Linked DNA regions of Pan troglodytes: region 1 is linked to region 2. The links are chromatin contacts, called in public HiChIP or PLAC-seq maps. All regions are on one chromosome and are shown on one strand. The core of a region is the stretch at or near the end of the contact, and the rest is flanking DNA. Distances in the headings are between cores, read along the strand shown. Region 1 overlaps PTPA (protein phosphatase 2 phosphatase activator). Region 2 holds the start of IER5L (immediate early response 5 like).

Region 1 (4,119 bases), core at 1,415-3,914, 38 kb after region 2:
CTTTTCGGGGCTGGGGTGGCTGGTGCTTCTCTGACTGCCCATGCCCCAGATGGGAGATTCTGAGGCCCCAAGTGTCAGAGGGGCTGGCCTAAGATTCAGAGCAGAACAGTGGGGTAGGAGGAAGCAGGAGCCCCAGGCTCCACATCTTTTGCTTTGTCCCCAGCCCAGGACCAAGTGCGGCAGCAGGGACGGGCACACTGGCCAGCCCCCACTCACCTCGGCCTTATACATGCGGATGAGACCCTGGTTCACTTTGGACCAGGAAGGGACGGCGCTGATGTTCCACAGCTGGTTGGAGTGCTCTGCAAATGGGCCAGTCTTCATCTGAAAGAGAGAAGCCACAAGCTGAAGAGACAGGTTCTGGCTGGGAGCTCATCCCTCCTCCCCTGCAGCAAAGTCACACCCATGCATGCGCGCGCACACACACACACAAACGCGCACGCATACAATGCACGCGCAGACACTTGGGGACCAAGCTATAGCATCTGCCCGAGGGGCAAACATACAAACAGGCACATGCAAGTGCCAGAGACAAGGTTCCCCTTTGGCCCTCAAGGCCTGCTAGGAAAATATAACATTCCTTGCCCACCTACCCACAGTCACCCCTCTTTCTCCCACAGCCAAAAAAAGGGGGCCTGATTCCTATCGCCCACCAAATCCAGCAGCCTCAGGAAGATAAGATCTCCACCTGAGCTTCTGGTGTCATTCCCACCGACTCCCCAGGAGCCTCAGAGCGCCTCTCCAGCACAGGGATTCACTTGGGTTCAGATAAACAGCAGCAGCAGCTGGGCCCCACCCCTCCAGGCCCACCCCCTCTCCCCCAGGCCCCCCCACAGGACACGTGGTCTGCACCTGCCACCAGCAGAGCTAGAAGAGATGAGGAAAGGGTCAATTTGCAAGAGGACCAAGGTGGGTATGACCAAACCCAGGTATCCGACAGCCCTCTGCCTGCCATGCAGGCAGGGAAGAGAGGGCCGATGGGAGGCAGGGGTGCCTGAAGCAGCAGCCAGCCTGGCCTGGCCAGGAGGTGGGGAAGGGGTGGCCGCCACAGCAGCTGAAAGAGGCAGGCACAAGGACGGCTCCATTCCTGGTCCTCCCTCTTGCCAAAGAGTCTGACCCTCCAGGAAGGAAGAGAAAGATTCTGCAGCCAGCATGAAGTTCCCATGACGTCAGAAACCACAGAGGGACGCCTGTGTGCCTGAGCATATCCCCGACACTGCGAGTCCAGCACATTTGTATTTATTAACCAAGCAGTTCATAATTCCCCTCGACACAGCCCCCCAGCTCATAGGCAGCATTTACAGGTGAACAGGGCTCTGCACCCCAGACCCATGCTGTAGAGGGAAGACTCTGCAAAGAGGCTGAATCTGGCAAAGAAACAGAGACTTGGAAGGTTCTAGAAACATGCGGGTGTCAGGGGAGGCTGGGTTATTTTTTGAAGGAGAAAAGATAAGCCAGAAACGCTCTCCAAAAAGGGGCATCAGTTCACCACAAGAGCCCTCAGGAGCCCCCACTCTTGAGCCACGGGCTGCCACCTGGTGACCCACTCCTGGCAGGCCTCTTACTTCTCTAGTAAGGGCAACTGTGACAAAACTTTTAAGATTTAAGTCAAAAAAAACCTGTCATTTTATCCCCCTCATTTCCCTCCCCTGGCCCAGGTTCCCAAAAAGCCCATCCAAACACCCATGTATAGGAGCAAGGACAACAGGCTCCTCCCTCCCCTCCTCTTCTCTCCCAGGCTCCACCACAGCCAGGCAAGAGCCCGAGGCACCCGACAGAGACAAAGCCCACTCTGGTCCCTGGGGGCCTTGTCTTGGACCACTGGCTTCACTCAGAATCACCCCAAGCTCTCTCCTCCAGGAGGGCAGCCAGGCACCCCCAGCCCACAGGGGCCTCACCTCTGGGGAGCTTTGTTTCAACTGCCCTGCTCAACCACACTCCACCCCCAGCCCCTACCCCACCCCTTCCCCAGTCTGCAGGCTCCAGCCCTGTGCACACTTCCAGGCCCGGGAAAGCTCAGGGAGCATGAAGCTGTGTAACCAGTTTCACTCTCTGGACAGGGCCCTCTGAGCAAGCAACCAGGAGGCACCCTGTCGGCTTTGTCTGCCAGGGGCCTGCCCGGCAAGGGCTCCGAGGCAAAGGCAGGCAGATGGGCACTGGAAGACAAGAGCCCCTGCCTCCTGGCCAGCCTCACCTACCAGGGCCAAAGAACAGATCCTCAAAAGGCCTCTGGCAGAGCCAGGGCTAGGCCCATGTCCTGGAGCTCCAGTGGCCCTGGGCCCCTACACACAGAAAGGCCAGAGAGGTAGTTTCTTTGGAGGGGCTGCAGGCTGCCCCCCAGGCCTTCAGTACCCCAGGGTCTCCCTAAGTCCTTCAGGGAGGTTACAGTCCTTTGCCTGTAACTCTGGCAAAGGAAAACAGACGAGTGGGGGAAAAAGGAATCGGGGCTGGATGACAAAAAAAAAATTAGCTCATTCTAGCCACAAAGGGAGAAGAGAAAGAACCAGAATGAGCGAGCGAGCTGCAGCCCGCAGTGACCCCAGGGGAATCGTGTGAGTCAGAGCAGCCATATTGAGCAGGAAATTACTCACAGACGCTGCGTTCCTGCCTCTCCACTCCCCAGAGAATCGGCCTTTTGTAAATGGCTCCTCTGTCAGTAACTGGGGGGATGGGCGGGGGTGGGGAGGCTCTGCACAGCGCCTTCCTGTCAGCTCCTTCCCTTCCAGCTGAAATCTGATCCCTCCCTTCCCAAAACTCCAAATTTAGAAGCCAGATTGAAACTGAAATTCTTTTCCTGCCTGCCCTGGGCTCTTAAAGGCGCCAGGGCTGCATTTACAGAGGCTGTAGAGGCCCTGCAAGGTGGGGTCCCTCACCTAGGATGCCCACAGGTATCAGGGCAGTCTTGGCATGAGACCCTGAAAGGGCTGCCTGATTCCACTCCCAAGTTCTTGGTGTTTTATTTAATCTCCCAGTTAAAAGAGCACCATGGTGAATCCAGGGTCTCCAGAGGAAACACTGCCTCCTTCCCAAGCAAGGCGTACAGAACTCCATGCAAGCCTCCAGGTCCCGAGTGAGCTAGGCCAGGCCACTCACCAACTAGGGGCTGCAAAATGCTGCTCACTGCTCCGAGGTGGAAGAGGGTGGGCGCTCTGGAGAACCAACACAACGTGTGCTGCAACCAGCGGCCACGTGGCAAGATGGGCCCTTGCTGCAGCCACCCCGGCTCCTGGGCACACTCCTCCTAGGGTCTACTGTTGAACACCATGCCCAAGAGCCTAGACCCAAAGTGAAAACCCGGACCTGTGGAGAAGGTGCGGAACAGCCAACAACTCTAGGCACGCCCTCCCCTCCCTGTTCCTTCTGCTGCCTCAAATAAATGTCACCAAACCCTCTCCAAGTTCAGTGTGCCTCTCCTGCCACCTAGTGACTACTTTGAGATTTCCTCTAGTGGAGGAACTGGGTCCCAAACTTTGGAAAAGCTTTTGGGGTGTTTATACCAACAAAATCAACCACCCAACTAAAGACAAAATTTTACCATGGAATCAATTCCCAAAATCCTGGAGGCCAGGCCTGGCATGCCTCCTAGTTAGAATATCGACAGGGACCCAGAGGCCTGGCCAGCCGCCAGGGGAGCCCAAACAGCTCAGCCTTTCAGCCACACCCAAGAACTCAGTGTGGCATCTGCACCCTTCTTCCCACCCTGCTCCTCCAGCTTATCCTGAGGTCCCCCAGGGCTCCGCAGACCCCCACATTCCACTCCACAGAGAGCAGCGCGTGACTGGCTTTCAAGGCAGTGAGCCAGGCTGCCCCCAAGTCCTCCCGACCTTGGGCCTGCCACACTGCTGAAGGCAGCAGATCTCCGGGAATGAAGTGGTGGCCGCCCAGCCGTCAGTCCCAGCTCCATTTGCTGACTTGGAAAAAATGTGTCATTCCCCTCTGGCCTCTGGAGTTTGGCAGAAGCCTGAGCCGAATGTTGACCAGGAAGAGCCCGGAGCCAAGGCTGCTGGTTATAACCCAGCTTTCTCCACCTCGTCGGGGGCTCAGAATACACAGCCCGGACGGAGAGCAGCCCCCGTGGCCAGCATCCACAGGCCTGCTAGGGACCTCACTGAGGCAGCA
Region 2 (3,866 bases), core at 372-2,871:
TTCACTCTCAACGCCTGGCATGGAGTAGATGCTAAGAAACTTTTGCAGAAATCTTGGAAATTCTTAAGACTAAAGAAAGACCCAGAGACCACAGGGTGGGCTAGTGGGTCTCTCCACTCCCGCCAAGGGATGAAGTAGGTGCTGAGAACTCAGAAGGAAGCCCCAAAAAGCAGAGACTCAGAAGATCCCCTGAGGAGGCGGTGAAGCAGCAGGACGTCTGGTCATGGGCCTCCCCTGAGTCCAGCCCCACAAGGTCCACCTATCTCTGGGAGACTCTGCAGACCTCGTTCATCCTTCAGGGATCCACTCATGGACCCTCCTCAGGCCAACCTCCAGACCATTTCCAAGAGCCTCCAGAGCTGTCTGGGCAGCCCCCACCCCAGGCACCTTTGAAACCCCTGGGAGCAGCAACCAGCCCCCTTCAGGCCTCTTGGTCCAGATAGAGCGCCCCCAGGAATCAGCAATCCTGTCCCTCTCTTCTCCCACTGTCTCAGTCCCCAGCTGGGACCTGAAGGGTTCAGGATAAGAAGGAAAGCTGTGTCAACAGAAGTTAAGTCGGTGAGTCCCCGGGCCTTTGGTATTCACCTCCCGTCTGGAGCGCAGGGTCCTGTCCCAGCTCCTAGCTCCGCCCCCTGGGAACTGTGTGGTTCCCCAAGTCACTCCACTCCTCCGAGCCTCAGGCCCCTCCTCTACAAACGTTAGAGTGAGGCATTGGGGAGTTGCTGGGAAGGGCCTGCCCCATATTAGGCCCATAATAATAGTCCCTATTGTCATTATTATTAGTTAGGCACGAAAGGAAAGGTTACAGAGCTGGTGATTAGGGCACTCAGCGTTTCGGCTCTCAGGACGCCTTTGAGCCTCAGCTGGTCGCGAGGTCCACACACTCCCTGGGTCATGCCTGGCCTCGGAACTCTCTCCATCAGAGAAGGTCAAAATTCACGATGTTTTGGTTTTTCCTGTCAGACAAATGGGGAGGACTTCCCTTCCGCAAGCATTCCCAGAGGCCCCGCGACCAAAAAGTCAAGGAGTCAGGCCCTACATTCTCTGCGGTAGAGGGTACCCCCAAAACCTCGCTCCTTTGATGTTCCCCAGTGTCAAGCCGGCGGCTCCACCAGCCTCCTGTAGAGAGGCCTTGACTCCCGCGGGTCACTCGGGGGGGCGACAGGTGCGCAGGTGGAGGCGCCGCGCGGCCGGGGAAGCGATGAGCGGCGCGCACCTGCCGCAGGTGAGGCCCAGCCGTGCGGCAAGGGGAGGAGCCGTCGCCGCAGCACTCAGGTGAGCCGACCCCCGGCTCCCGGGACCTAAGGCGAGGGCAGCCGCGGGCTTCAACGTGGCCGCTGCCAGGCGACCTATGCTGCAGACTGCGGCCCCGGAGGCTCCGAGTCCCGCGCGGCGCGGCAGCCCCAGGAGAACATTCGAGGCAGCAGCGGCGTTGGAGGCCGGGGGTCCGTTCGGTATTTGAATAGCACAAAGGAACCGCCTTGGTCTGATTGGCCAGCCGAGTAGCCCCGGGGCGGGCTGCGCCTGTCACTCAGGAGACTCTCAGAGCTCCTATTGGCTCTTCTCATGTGGGGCGGGGCCGGGGCACCCGGCTAAATAGCTGGGGCCGGGGCCGGCCGAGACTCATTGCTTTGGCGCCGTCTGGGGAGCGCGAGCCCGCGGGTGGCGCGCGGCGCATGGTGGCGGCTCCTTTCGGAGCGCAGCCGAACCTCTGACCCGGACTCCGTTACCCCTGCCCGGCGCGCCCCGGCGGCCGGCTGGAGGCAGAAACAGCAGAAGCGTTAACAGCAGCAGCAGCGGCGGCTGCTCCGCCGCCGTCTCCGCGGGAGCATGGAGTGCGCCCTGGACGCCCAGAGCCTGATCAGCATCTCCCTGCGCAAGATCCACAGCTCCCGAACCCAGCGCGGCGGCATCAAGCTGCACAAGAACCTCCTGGTGTCCTACGTGCTCCGCAACGCGCGCCAGCTCTACCTGAGCGAGCGCTACGCCGAGCTCTACCGGCGCCAGCAGCAGCAGCAACAGCAGCAGCCGCCCCACCACCAGCACCAGCACCTAGCGTACGCGGCGCCGGGCATGCCGGCCAGCGCGGCCGACTTCGGCCCGCTCCAACTTGGCGGCGGCGGGGACGCGGAGGCGCGCGAGCCGGCCGCCCGGCACCAGCTGCACCAGCTCCACCAGCTGCACCTCCAGCAGCAGCTGCACCAGCACCAGCACCCGGCGCCCAGGGGCTGCGCGGCGGCGGCGGCGGCCGGAGCGCCCGCGGGCGGCGCGGGGGCGCTCTCGGAGCTGCCCGGGTGCGCCGCGCTCCAGCCGCCGCACGGCGCGCCCCACCGCGGGCAGCCCTTGGAGCCTCTGCAGCCGGGTCCTGCGCCGCTGCCGCTGCCGCCGCCCGCGCCCGCTGCGCTCTGCCCGCGGGACCCTCGCGCCCCGGCCGCCTGCTCCGCGCCCTCCGCGCCCCCAGGGGCCGCCCCTCCGGCCGCCGCCGCTTCTCCGCCCGCCTCCCCGGCCCCCGCCTCCTCCCCCGGCTTCTACCGGGGCGCATACCCTACCCCCTCGGACTTCGGCTTGCACTGCAGCAGCCAGACCACCGTGCTGGACCTAGACACTCACGTGGTGACCACGGTGGAGAACGGCTACTTGCACCAGGACTGCTGCGCCTCCGCCCACTGCCCCTGCTGTGGCCAGGGCGCTCCGGGACCGGGCCTGGCGTCCGCCGCCGGCTGCAAGCGCAAGTATTACCCTGGCCAGGAGGAGGAGGAAGACGACGAGGAGGACGCGGGCGAGCTGGGGGCCGAGCCCCCCGGGGGCGCCCCGTTCGCCCCCTGCAAGCGCGCCCGCTTCGAGGACTTCTGCCCGGACTCGTCCCCGGACGCGTCCAACATCTCAAACTTGATCTCCATCTTTGGCTCCGGCTTCTCGGGGCTGGTGAGCCGACAGCCGGACTCCTCGGAGCAGCCGCCGCCGCTCAACGGGCAGCTGTGCGCCAAGCAGGCGCTCGCCAGCCTCGGCGCCTGGACTCGAGCCATTGTCGCCTTCTAGGGACCCCCGAGGGCACAGGGACCCGGGGCCCCGCGGGGCTGGGGCCAGACAAAGACTCGGCAAAGGGGCGAGAGGAGGGAACGAGCGGGCGCCGGGCCACTCGGGGCTGAGCTGGGGGCGAGCGGGGGCAGGCGGCTGATGTTTTATAAATTGTAAAATAAAAAAAAAAATCTAAAATCTTGGACTTTATTTTTGCAGAGAGAAAAAGCGCCTATTTAAGTATGCTTTGTGTTTCTCCTACTCCTTTTTTCTTTTTATTGTAGTGATTGCAGTGGTGTTTAGCGAGGAGCCTACCACGTGAGGGAGGGCTGCTGCCCGGAGGAGGTGCCGGGCAGCCGGGGGCGAGGCAGGGCGCCCTGGCCGCCGGGGCGCGCCGGGGGCGCAGCGCAGGAGGGCGCCGGACCTGGGAAGCCGATTCCAATCAGTTGTCAGACCCGGGAAGCCCGACGTTGAACGCTCTCCCGAGTCCCTCTGTGGGGTGAGGAATGGGTCTTGTGAAATTCTGAGCAAAAACAAAGGCAAACTCTATCTCCGAAAGGGACGTTTGGGTCACATTTCCTCTCTGGGGGCGGACTCCAAAGTTCTCAAAATGAGAAGGCAGAAATGAAAACACTTCAACTTTTTTTTTCTTTTCTTCCCGGGGCGGGTGTCTTGAACCCCTCTTCTCCCCGCCCCTCTGGCTCCGTTCTCCTCCCCTCCTCCACCCGTCTCCCGGACTCGGGGGTGGCGCCTGACACCCCGACACTCTCGGACACTGTTTGGGTAAGGGGTGGGGGGCGGACACGGCGGACTACATTTCCCATCATGCCCAGCACTGCGGTCCTCAC

Evidence for each region. HiChIP or PLAC-seq counts read pairs in DNA pulled down with a chosen protein or histone mark.
Region 1: a contact with region 2 is called in an H3K4me3 HiChIP or PLAC-seq map of stem cell-derived excitatory neurons, with 7 times the contacts expected there. The contact joins the enhancer-like site here to the promoter of IER5L in region 2. A contact is called at or near these places in 4 of 7 Hi-C or Micro-C datasets (blood, induced pluripotent stem cells and stem cell-derived neural progenitor cells), 1 of 1 datasets of contacts at active chromatin or transcription factors (stem cell-derived excitatory neurons) and 1 of 1 other capture datasets (stem cell-derived neural stem cells).

The regions. Positions count from the first base shown.
Region 1 is chr11:9,316,822-9,320,940 of NHGRI_mPanTro3-v2.0_pri, forward strand. It overlaps PTPA (protein phosphatase 2 phosphatase activator), which reads right to left. Exons shown (of 11, transcript XM_016961826.3): 10 at 217-324. Among named protein-coding and RNA genes, the nearest start is that of CRAT, 29 kb to the right of the region's middle. Within about 2 kb of position 2,665, at least 22 of the 24 cell types and tissues checked have an H3K27ac peak or open chromatin away from gene starts, as enhancers often do. A contact at or near this core is called in induced pluripotent stem cells, stem cell-derived excitatory neurons, stem cell-derived neural progenitor cells and 1 more, where this site is marked.
Region 2 is chr11:9,279,646-9,283,511 of NHGRI_mPanTro3-v2.0_pri, forward strand. IER5L (immediate early response 5 like) reads left to right here and starts at 1,622. Exons shown (of 1, transcript XM_016946388.3): 1 at 1,622-3,866. The coding sequence starts at 1,831. The coding sequence ends at 3,039.